Regions from separate parts of the Mus musculus genome. Here all the other regions are linked to region 3. The links are chromatin contacts, called in public HiChIP or PLAC-seq and promoter capture Hi-C maps. All regions are on one chromosome and are shown on one strand. The core of a region is the stretch at or near the end of the contact, and the rest is flanking DNA. Distances in the headings are between cores, read along the strand shown.

What was found. Promoter capture Hi-C pulls out the DNA fragments that hold promoters and counts their contacts. HiChIP or PLAC-seq counts read pairs in DNA pulled down with a chosen protein or histone mark.
Region 1: a promoter capture Hi-C map of pre-B cells shows a contact between it and region 3. The contact joins the promoter of Rasa4 here to the promoter of Plod3 in region 3. A contact is called at or near these places in 5 of 39 promoter capture datasets (hippocampal neurons, liver, neutrophils and 1 more) and 1 of 115 datasets of contacts at active chromatin or transcription factors (large pre-B cells).
Region 2: a promoter capture Hi-C map of the C10 cell line shows a contact between it and region 3. The contact joins the promoter of Irs3 here to the promoter of Plod3 in region 3. A contact is called at or near these places in 8 of 39 promoter capture datasets (the C10 cell line, cranial neural crest, embryonic stem cells and 4 more), 1 of 484 Hi-C or Micro-C datasets (embryonic stem cells), 2 of 115 datasets of contacts at active chromatin or transcription factors (bone marrow-derived macrophages and pancreatic cancer cells) and 1 of 9 other capture datasets (adipose tissue).
Region 4: a contact with region 3 is called in a FOXA1 HiChIP or PLAC-seq map of pancreatic cancer cells. The contact joins the promoter of Tsc22d4 here to the promoter of Plod3 in region 3. A contact is called at or near these places in 4 of 39 promoter capture datasets (cranial neural crest, liver and second pharyngeal arch cranial neural crest) and 3 of 115 datasets of contacts at active chromatin or transcription factors (pancreatic cancer cells, pro-B cells and stem cell-derived neural progenitor cells).

The regions. Positions count from the first base shown.
Region 1 is chr5:136,082,473-136,085,172 of GRCm38.p6, forward strand. It overlaps Rasa4 (RAS p21 protein activator 4), which reads left to right and starts at 1,444. Exons shown (of 21, transcript NM_133914.3): 1 at 1,444-1,705. The coding sequence starts at 1,641.
Region 2 is chr5:137,644,439-137,647,138 of GRCm38.p6, forward strand. It overlaps Irs3 (insulin receptor substrate 3), which reads right to left and starts at 1,276. Exons shown (of 2, transcript NM_010571.3): 1 at 653-1,276; 2 at 1-306. The coding sequence starts at 1,082.
Region 3 is chr5:136,985,745-136,988,444 of GRCm38.p6, forward strand. It overlaps Plod3 (procollagen-lysine, 2-oxoglutarate 5-dioxygenase 3), which reads left to right and starts at 1,275. Exons shown (of 19, transcript NM_011962.3): 1 at 1,275-2,059; 2 at 2,373-2,464; 3 at 2,591-2,700. The coding sequence starts at 1,942. It overlaps Znhit1 (zinc finger, HIT domain containing 1), which reads right to left and starts at 1,160. Exons shown (of 5, transcript NM_001310747.1): 1 at 1,067-1,160. The coding sequence starts at 1,088.
Region 4 is chr5:137,744,564-137,747,263 of GRCm38.p6, forward strand. It overlaps Tsc22d4 (TSC22 domain family, member 4), which reads left to right and starts at 1,406. Exons shown (of 5, transcript NM_023910.6): 1 at 1,406-1,851; 2 at 2,285-2,700. The coding sequence starts at 2,553.

The DNA.
Region 1 (2,700 bases), core at 194-2,693, 900 kb before region 3:
GCCGAGGACCAGAGTTTGGTTCCAAGCACCTACAGTAGGTGGCTCCAATTTCAGGGGGAATCTGATACCCTCTTCTGGCCTCCAGAGGTACTGCATATGTGCACATAGCATAATAAAATCTGGTGGAGTGGTGCTGATGACGCACCCCTTAATTCCCAGCACTTGGAGAGGCAGAGGCGAGGGGAATCTCTGTGAGTTTGAAGTCAGCCTGGTTTATAGAGTTCCAGGACAGTCAGGGTTACTCAAAGAAACCCTGTGTCAAAAAAAAAAAAAAATCTGTATGTATGTCTGTATCCCCAATGGAATCTTATTTTGGGGTAAAGAAGAATAAAATGATGTCACTCGTAGCAGAATTTTTGACCAGGACACTCAAGGACCTAGGTTTGGTCACCAGTATGGGCAGCGATGGCGGGCTGGAATGCAGATCTAGGGCTAGGTAAGTATGGTTCACTTGCTAAACTGCTTTGCAAGCAGAAGAATCACTCGTTCCCAGGACTAATGGATAGCTGGGCATGGTGTTGAACTCTTGTAAAGAACTCCAGAAGTGGGCAAGATGGAGAAAGGTGGATCCTGGAGTCTCACTGGCCAGCCAGTCTAGACTACTGGGGAGGTTTCAAGCCAATGAGAGACCTTGTGTCTTACAAGGTGGGGCAGAGGAGATGGGTCAGTAGAAAGACTCCTGCCCAAGTCTGATAATCTGAATTTGATCCCTGGGACCCATTTGGTGAAAGTAAAGAAAAGATTCTTGCGGGTGTCCTCTGATTTCCACTTGGGACCACAACATGTAAGCCACACCCTAATCAATCAGCCAATAAAAAACAAAAATTTTAAAAAGGTAGCCAGAGCCTGGAGGTGGTGGTGCAGGCTTTTAATCCCAACACTTGGGAGGCAGAGACAAGTGAATCTTTGTATTCGAGCCCAGCCTGGTCTGTAGAGAGAGTTCTAGGACAGCTAGGGCTACACAGAAAAACCCTGTCTCAAAAATAAATAAATAAACAAATAAATAAATGGTGGACGGATCTTGAAGAATGAAATCGGAGGGTGATCTCTGGCCTCTACCTGCACACCTGAACACACACGAAACCACAATACAAACACGCCCCAAACAATCCTGTTTTCCAGATTTGATGTCCTCAAACTTTCCCAACTGCCTGAGTCTTCACATCTTTCCAGGTCTGTCACAGACAAGTTACTCCCAGCGTGCGGCCATTAATGGATTTGCAGCTATGCTGCACACCCAGGTCCCTCCGTGAGCCTGGGCTCTCTCTCTGAGAATCGAGAGCACCAGGAGGGATCCTGGTGGTGGAAGAATCTCCGGGTGCCAGCAGCTACACTTCGGGGCAGGCCCCGCCCGCCCTCCCTTCCAGGTGGCCAATGAGGGACGCAAGCCGCATAGGCCGCGCCCATTCTGGGCATCCAGGACGCTGATTGGTCCTTCCATGCAGTGTCTCCCCGCCCCCGCAGGAGGGGCGGGGAGGGGTGAATGGAGTAGCGGAGATCCCTCAGCCCCAGCGCTCCCCTCTCTGGCCTCCGCACCCGCCTGCCTGCAGCGCCACTCGCACTGTTCCCCCTCCTTACCCCGAGAGGGGACCCATGAGTCCGAACCCCTCCCCGCCAGGCCTCCACGTCGCCGACCCGCAATGGCCAAGCGCAGTTCGCTGTCCATCCGAATCGTAGAAGGGAAAAATCTGCCCGCCAAGGACATGTGAGTAGTGGGTACGGGTGGTGGCCACCCCAACTTTGATGGGATCCCCTTTTATATACTTGACCTTTGCGGGGGGTCCTTAGGGCTTCCCCACAAGGAGAGCAGCGGAGAGGATGTGGCGTGTACAGCCACGGAGGGGGACTGGCTACGAAAATGGGGACAGCGAGATTTGCTGTGAATACCTGACAGAGTGGAGGGGCAAGCTAGAGGCGGAGGGCTAGAGACAAGGGAGGGGCTTCTCCACCTGGGAACAGCAGGAAGCCAGGGCTCATAGGGGGGCAGGAGTTTTAAAAGACTGAAACTGGCACTGGGATGGCATCGCAAGAACTGCCCAGGGTGTGGCTGAAAGGGGCGGAGTGTCCCCCCCTCTCTCTGTAGTTTGGGAGTCCATAACAACCCCAAGAGTTGTCCGCCGGACTTGTTCGCTATTCGCTATTCATTTGGGCAAGGCATGCAGGTGTGAAAAGTGGGGGTGGGGGTGTAGGTCAAGGGGACAGGAGGGATGCATAGAGGCAGGATTTAGAGTCTCCCTTGACTTTGCCGGGCCTCTCCCTTTAATCGCTCCCTGCAAGGCATTTCTCCTCGGACCACTTTACAGATTAGAAAACCGATGCCGACAGACAGGAAATGTTAGCTGGTGGTGTCAAAGCAAGGTCGTGAATCTAGGGCTCCTAAAATGCATTACCGTCCTTCATAAAGCTTCCTCTAATCCATCGCCAGATTTGGGGAGCTTTCGGACACCCCTTTGTCACACTGTTTTTAGTGAGTTCCCGAGGTCAACTGCGTGACTCCTAGAACGTGTCTCGTGGCTTTCTTATGTCCTCATTTGCAAAGATTCAGTTTCCCTTTCTGGACCCAAGTGCTTGAAATCCTAGTGTCGGGGAGAAGCCACGATCATAAAACCGAAGAAAGGGCGGGGCAGAGGCCTAGGGTTCAAAGTGCGCTCCGGGTCCCGGTGGGTTTCCTGGCTACAGAGAACTGAGAATTGGGGAGGT
Region 2 (2,700 bases), core at 26-2,525, 660 kb after region 3:
GCTCACCAGGACCAATGGGCGCTGAGCGCCCGAGTTCCAGGAAGAAAAAAGAGTCTGCGTGGCCACAGCGGCGCACACTGAGCAAGGACAAGCGCAGGACTGGTGGTGGCGTTGCCCGGCTGTCTCTGGAACCTTTGCTTCCAGGCTTTCGCAGGAGGCTCAGGGCCCCAGAACCCAGGCACAGGCGATAGCTGCCGCTGCTCAGGCCTTGTGCTCTCCCCAGCCCCTTGGACCGCAGTGTCACAGGCCAGACGTCCTGGAATGGGGCGAAGATCCAAGACTCAGGGGCCTCTTGGGGACTGAAACCTGGAGAGAATTGGCAAGTCACCGGGAGGCAGGGGTTGGGGTCACCGGGTCCCAGGTGACCAAGACGTTTTATACGTCTTTTTTTTTTTTTTTTTTTTAGCTTAAGATTTGAACCTCAGGCCGGGCGTGGTGGCGCACACCTTTAATTCCAGCACTTGGGAGGCGAATTTCTGAGTTCGAGGCCAGCCTGGTCTACAGAGTGAGTTCCAGGACAGCCAGGGCTACACAGAGAAACCCTGTCTCGAAAATAAAAAAGATTTAAACCTCAGTTGATCTGAGGGAAATGGGTTCAAGATAAACTAAGTCGGCAACCCCCTGACCTCCCCGTCGCTCACCCAAGGCTCACCCATAGCAGTAGCAGCAGCGGCTGCGGCGGTGGCGCGCACCTCGAGCAGGGCGCTGTACCATGCTTGCTGCTCTGCTTCGCTGGCCGCCGCCACGCCCAGGCTGCTGTCGCTGGTATAGATGACGATCAGGTGGCGCTGACGGGCATCCGCGCGCTTGCTAATAGTGCAGGCACCCTCCAGGCTAACGGTACGCCGGGGTCTAGGTGGGCGGCAGCCGCTGGCCAAGAACTTCTTCTCGCTCTCGTAGCACTCCAGGCGTGGTGGGTCAGCGCGCAGCACGAAAAAGCGGCGGCGCTGGGACTTCTGCTTCCTCAGATGGCCACAGAGCCGCACGTCGGGCAGGCAGGGCCAAGGAAACGGTGAGCCGAGGGACACGTCGGTGCACTCGCCCCCGGAGGAGACTGTGGGGCCCGTACCTGCAGGCTTCATTTCCAGCCAAAGACAGTAAACTGTCCCCAGAAGGACTGATTTGAATGGGTCTGGCCCCCTGAGCTACCACCCGCTTGGAACAAGTAGCCCTGGGAAACTGCAGCCGGCCTAGCTGCCCTGCATCTCTCCACGCCCTCTCCTGACTTGGAGTGAACAAGGAGCCTGTACACAGGAGTGCGTGTGTCCCAGTGGCCAGTGACACCAGGACTCCTAGGTCTAAGGGAGGCTGACCTAGCTGGGTCAGCCTCCTTGTTGGAATCTCCACCCCTTCAAGTTAACCCTCCCACGCCCGAGTGCAGGAATTTGAGTTTAGGATTCATAGGCTAGAGTAGGAGCCCTGCACCGCTGGGACCAAACTTTCACAGGGGCGGGGAGTGAGGGGGGGCATCTCTACCAATCAGCTGACTGGATGTGGGGGTGGAGGAGTACCGCCAGAGGCAGCCCGGGGCAATCTCGAAAGCCAGAAAGCCAGGGTGCAGAAGAAGCGGCTGTGGTTAGCAGTGATGGCACTAGTAATTAGAAGAGTGGCCTGGCCTAGCGGGCCATCCTGATAGCGGCAGTTCTCCAGGGAGGAGCCTCCGAACTGAGCCTCTAGTTGTATAGGTCCTCAGTGTTCTTTCCTTTCCTACCCAGAGATGATCTTTGTGTCTTTGCTTCTGAGCTATCTGAGTTTGGGTTGATGGATACCCCAGGATAGGAAAACCAAACTAGATTGGTCTCTGGTAACCAACCGCACCCCCACCCTCTCCAGATTCCCACGCATGCAAATGTCCACTGAAGGATGTGTGAAAGAGGACTTAGTCTCTCAGAGACACCTTCCTCAAAGTGCCCCTGACCACCAGCCAAATGCCAACTTGAACCTGATGGTGGCTGTGGTCACAGGAGCTGGGATCCTGTGGCAGACGTCCTGGTGAGCCCGTGTATCCTGAGAGGTTTGGGTGGGGCTGGAGATCATAGGCCACAAATGCACATGCTTATTGGAGGCTGGAAGACAACCTCTCGTATTCCTCAAGAGCGATCCCTCTTGTTTTTGAGACAGGCTCACTAGAACTTGTCTAGTAGGTTCGATTTGCAGGCCTGGAAGGCCTCAGGCCTATCATATGTCTGACTCCACTTCCCCTGCCTGAGGTTACAGTGCATGCTACCACACCCAGCTTGGAAAATAGTACGTGTGTTGTACAGGCTGTCCCCTGCATGTGGTCAGAGGTCAGCTTTTGGAAGTGGGTCCTCACCTTCTACCTTTTTTTGTTTGTTTGTTTTTGTTTTTTCGAGACAGGGTTTCTCTGTATCGCCCTGGCTGTCCTGGAACTCACTTTGTAGACCAGGCTGGCCTCGAACTCAGAAATCCGCCTGCCTCTGCCCCCCAAGTGCTGGGATCAAAGGCGTGCACCACCATGCCCGGCTAGCCTTCCACCTTTTTGAAGCAGGGACTCTCTCTGCTGCCGCACTGTGTACCCCAGGCATTTAAAGATAGTAGTGGCCATTATTTTTTTAGGCAGGGTTTCTCTGTAGCTCTGGCTGTCCTGGGACTCAGAGAGCTGCCTGCCTCTGCCTTCCGAGTCGTGTCCTGTTGTAGTCTTCTAGCTTGCTCTAGAAGTGCTGGGGTTGTGATGGACTG
Region 3 (2,700 bases), core at 25-2,524:
CGCTCTTTGGCCTGTCCCTTTCTCACCCCCACAACCTTCAATAGGATCTCAGGAAGCCCAGGCTGGCCTGGGATGACCTCCTGTGCACAGCCACACCAGGCTTATGTGATGCTGGGGATGGAGCAAGAGTTTTGGGCATGCTGGACAACACCCTATCAGCAGGGGCTCATCTCTGACCTCTTTTTCTTGTATTTCTATCTTTCTTCAAAAAGTGCATTTATTCTGAGTGTTTCTGTGCACATGTAGGTGTTGCAGTACACGTGCAGAGATCAGAGGACACTGTATGGAAGCCTTTTCTCCTATCATGTGGATCCTGGGGACTGAACTCAAGTAGTCAGGCTTGGCAGCAAGCAACTTTACCTACTGCATGCACCATCTCACCTGCCCATTCCTGGTGCTGGGTTTCCCATAACATGCCAGTCTCAAACCAGAACTCCCCCAAACCACAGACTTCAGGACTACAGGACACCAAGAGGCTGAGGTCCAGCCTAATTTACATAGGCAGCCTAGGCTACATTAAAAAAAGAGAGAAAGGAAGGAATGAAGTGTGTATGTTCGTGTGTGTGTGTGCACGTGTTTGTGTAGTACCCAAAGCCAAGCCCTTTGATTTCCTAAGTTTCTCTGTTCCCTCCATCCAACATCCAGAAGCTGGAGGAAAGTGGGGCGATGGTGGCGCACGCCTTTAATCCCAGCAGTGTAGAGGCAGAGGCAGGCAGATCTCTGTGAGTTCCAAGCCAGCCTAATCTACAGAGCTAGTTCCAGGACAGCCAAGGGTACGCACCCTGTCTCGAAGAAAAAAACAAAAAACAAAAAAAAAACAAAAGCAAAACAATCCAGAAGCCGAGGTGAGTACCACTGCTCATAGCACCCGGGCTTTGGAGAGACAACACATCCTCTCCATCCCCAACGTCTGCTGAAGCAAGCAGTCACAAAACACGAATTAATGGTTCCGAGACTGCCCCAACACTGAGCGAAGGTAATTGACGTGAAAAGCTAGGCGGGGAGATGTTAGGCTGAATTTGAACTTGGGAAGCACAAAAGGGCGAACCACTCAAGGCTCACATACCGGCGGGTTTCTTCTCCACCATTGGCGCAACACAGTTGACAGAAGAGCCTACTGCGCACGCGTACTAACCACCGACCCTTGCTCTGAGCACACCCCTTCCGGTGGCGTGCACACATACGCGTGCGCAGTCTTTCCCCTCCCGCTTGAAGTCATTACGTGATGTTCCCTTGGAGATCAGCAAGCTTTCGCTTTCCGCCATCTTTGATAGGGGCAAACCTAATTCCGGTCGCATTGTGGTTACCCAAAAAAAAAAATCTGAGAGCCGCCTGCAAATGGTCACTTTTTAAAAACTGGCGTGGGTGGTCTTTAGGGGAGCGCTCTTGTCCCTGTGCCCTTTGCATCCCCGGTGCGTGTCCCCGCGCTGCGGGACAGGATAGGCAGGTTCGGTGGCTTTGTTGAACCCAGACCCACGAGGATGTCCGCGCGATCCCGCCTCCGGCTTCCCGGCCCCTCCGGGCCCGTCGCCCCCGCCGCGCGCCACCCCAGGCCTTGCTGTCCTGTGTTCCTCCGGGTCAGACTTGTGGTCAAGACCCGCCCCCGCGTCGCCTGGACCCTCCTCAAAAGGTCACTTCCCCTCCCGGGGGGATTCGGTTGCTCCGGTGTGAGTCAGGCAGTGCCCAGGACCGGACCCTCGGCTCCTCCCCACCCTCCAGCCCGCGCCCGCGGGACAATCCTTGCCTTGTCTCGCCGTCTGCATCTCGGGTTTTCGGTGGCCTCGGGTTACGCCTTTTTTCCAGGGCGGAGTCCCGAGCACAGCTCCTCCTCTCAGCGGGCTCGGTTTCCCCTTTTCCCAGAATCTTCCCGGGGCGTCGGAATCCAGGCGCTCAGCTCAGCGCCGGTGCGGGCCTGGGTGTAGCCTAAGCGTGCTGCTAGCCATGGCTGCGGCAGGCCCGGAACCCCGGCTTTTGCTCCTGCTCCTGCTGCTGCTGCCGCCGCTGCCCCCCGTAACTTCTGCCTCCGATCGACCCCGGGGCGCCAATGCTGTCAACCCAGGTGAGAACCCGGGCGGCCAGTGGGCAGGGTCGACACGTCCGCCAGCCTGGAAGGGAGTGTCCAGCCTTCCCAGTGCATTAGCCTCTCATGCAGAACTTGGGGTTCCAGGCTCCCCAGACAGACAGGAACACCCCAGCCCCCATTCGTGTATGTTACTCTCACCCGACTCTTCTGGAGATCAAATGTGCTGAAAGAACTTTAGTGAAGTAATATGGAGGTGTGTGTGTGTGTGTGTGTGTCGGGGGTGATACAGAGGGATAAACACGTGGGACACTAAGCCGTGTCTTAAGTGCCAGTTCTCTGGCTATGACAGACAAATTGCTGGTGATCACTGTGGCTACGGCAGAGACAGAGGGGTACCGGCGTTTTCTGCAGTCTGCGGAGTTCTTTAACTACACTGTACGGGTGAGTGGGGGGACCCATGGGAGAAATTCCAGCGGGAGAGGGCAGGGGTCGTGGGGGTTGGTCCTGTTTCCTCATCTTGGCCAGCTGAACCTCTTCCGCTGCGTGGGGGTGGGATCTTTCCTGCAGACCCTGGGCCTGGGACAGGAGTGGCGAGGGGGTGATGTGGCTCGAACAGTTGGTGGAGGCCAGAAGGTCAGGTGGCTCAAGAAGGAAATGGAGAAATATGCAGATCAGAA
Region 4 (2,700 bases), core at 156-2,655, 760 kb after region 3:
AGAGCTGGTCTGTAGCCAGCTGGGATTGGTTCTCAGGTATACGCACGGGGTAGTTGTGTGGACATGGGTGTGTGTCCAAGCACTTGGGGAAGCAGAAGTGAGCAACTTCATCTTCCCATCTACCTAAGTGTTTATATGAGGGACAAAGATGAGAAGGTAGCAATGCCTGTTCTGGGCTGAGGAGTGGCTCAGCAGGTAAAAGTTCTTGCTACTCAAGCATGAGGACCTGAGTTCAAATCTTCAGTAGCCACATGAGAAGCCAGGCATAACCATGTGTGCCTATAACCTCAGTGTTGTGGAGAATAGATGTAGAATTATTGGGGCTTGCTGGATGCCTACCAAGCTATGCATTCAATGAGAGACCCTGAGTAGGACACCCAGTGTGGTCCTGTGGCTAACAAACACACACAAGTGTGTGCAACTACTCATTCATGTGCACACACACGCCACACACATGTCTACCCTACCACCAACAGCCTTCTTGGATAGTTTGCTTTCTCCAATTTTCCCTTTTTAAGAGAGGGAAACACCGTATCAGAGATTTGATTTCATATACTGGAGCAGGAGCAGGATAGACAGGATGGCTCAGTGGGTAAAGGGCCTTACCACCAAACCGGATGGTTGGCACTATTCCATCCTTGGACCCACATAGTGGAAGAGAAAACTGACTCCTTCAAGTTGACCTCCAGATCTACACATACATACATTCACAGTAAAAAAAAAAAAAAAAAAAAAAAAAAAAAAAAAAAATTCAAATATTGCAGCAAAATCCGAGAAAAGATATTGGAGGAATAAAACACGTTTGGGTACAGCTGATACTTGTTACAAGTCCATGATGGCGTGTATGGGCGTTCATTCTCCTAGTTCCTCTACTTTAGGGCATGTTTGAAAATTTTCATAGCCGCTCGCTTTTGAAAACAGAGTGGGGAAAGGAGTTTCTCGTGAATTTACGGTGAAAACCAGAGACGCTGTGACAAATCACAGCCAGTGGGTCACATTGACTATGTATTTATGGACAGTCAGGTACCCAGAACATGTCTGGCACGTTCCTTGAGACTCTTTTGGAGAACCTGCAAAAGCCTACAAGTAAGGGAATCCCTGGCCTCCCGCAGGCTCCTCCTCTTTTTCTCCGCCCTCATGCCCCTCCCTCCGAGGAAGAGTTGCCTGGAACCTGGCAGGTGTAGGGTTAAAGCAACCAGTTTGGGACCCGCAGCGGCAGAAGCTGCAGCAGCAACAGCAGCAGCTACAGCAGCAACTGTAGGCTGCGGCTGCGGCTGCGGCTGTGGCAGGCCTGGCTCCGGGCCAGCTGGCAGGGAGCCTTAGGAGGGAGGAGGGAGGAGGGAGGAGGAAGAGGGGAAGGAGGAGGAGAGGAGCAGTGAGCAGGCCCGAGAAGGCAGGACTTCCTGGTGTGGGGGTTGTCAACAGCCCAGAAAGAGAGCCAGAGACCCAGACCGAGACGGAGCGGAGCTGAGGAGCTGAGAGATACATCCAGTGGGGCCACGTGGGAGGAGCCTTGAGAGAGAGCCACTCAAGGGACTGGAGCCAGCGGGGGGCTGAGCCGCCCCCTCCCACAGCAACAGGGAAGACCCGTGGAGTGTTAACCGAGGCTGCGCCTGGGCTCCCCCGTGGAAGCGCTGGTTTCTTCTCGTCTCAACTGCAAACTTTCCACCGAGATGCCTCGCAGAGTGAGATGCGGACGCCAGAGAACACTGGGTAGCCCTTGATTGCTGCCTGCCGTGGCCTGCTCTAGGCCGCCTTAGGATTTAAAAAAAAAAGAGAGAGAGAGAGAGAGAGAGATCTTAGTCCCCCAGGTCTTCTCTCCAGCTCAGCTCGGTGGCCGAGGCCCGAGAGGTAGGTAGTTCTCCCGGGCTGGGCGGGGCGCTTGGCTTGGCGGGCAGTGCCTAACCAGCGATGGGGGAACTGGAATGGGGGTGGGGTGGGCTTGAGGCCCGGCAGAGGCCTCAGGGTGGCCCTTTCAGGGGAGGAGCCGATTCACCCCTGTGCCCCTGGCCATGGAGATACGTGTTGGGGACGAGTTTGGATCTCAAGCATGAAATGTCCAACTTTGGGTCCCAGCTGCTTCTTCCTGTTGTGGGTGTTCTGAATTCTGTCCCCTCTGCTCCGGTCTGTCATTTCTACTTGTCTCTGGGTCTCTAGTGGCTTTCTTCTTCCTCCCTCCAGTCGGCTCCCCCGAGAGGAAGCCCCGGAGGTGGTTTGGCCCCTGCTTTTTCTTTTGCTCACGTACACACACTCTCGCTCACTTTCTGTCTCTTTCTTTTTCCAGTTTGCAAGCTCAGCTTTGGGGTTTCAGCGGCGACAGCAGCAGGAAAAACCTGCCCCTGCCCCCCCCTCCTGCCACCTCCCCTCTGTACTCCAGTCACTAACCAGGCACCCCCAAGTTCCCACAAGGCCCTCCTGCCATGTCGGACCCAGACGTCCCCAGGGGCCCCGATGTCCCTGCCATGTGGCCCCCTTGTTCCAGAGGTGCCTGAGCCCCTCTCCAGGAGCCCAGCCCCTCCCCCACCCGAGCCCAGTCCGGAGCCCCAGGGACCATGAGTGGTGGTAAGAAGAAAAGTAGTTTTCAGATCACCAGCGTCACCACGGACTATGAGGGCCCAGGAAGCCCAGGGGCTTCGGATTCCCCTGTCCCACCGGCTCTCGCTGGGCCCCCGCCCCGCCTCCCCAATGGGGACCCCAACC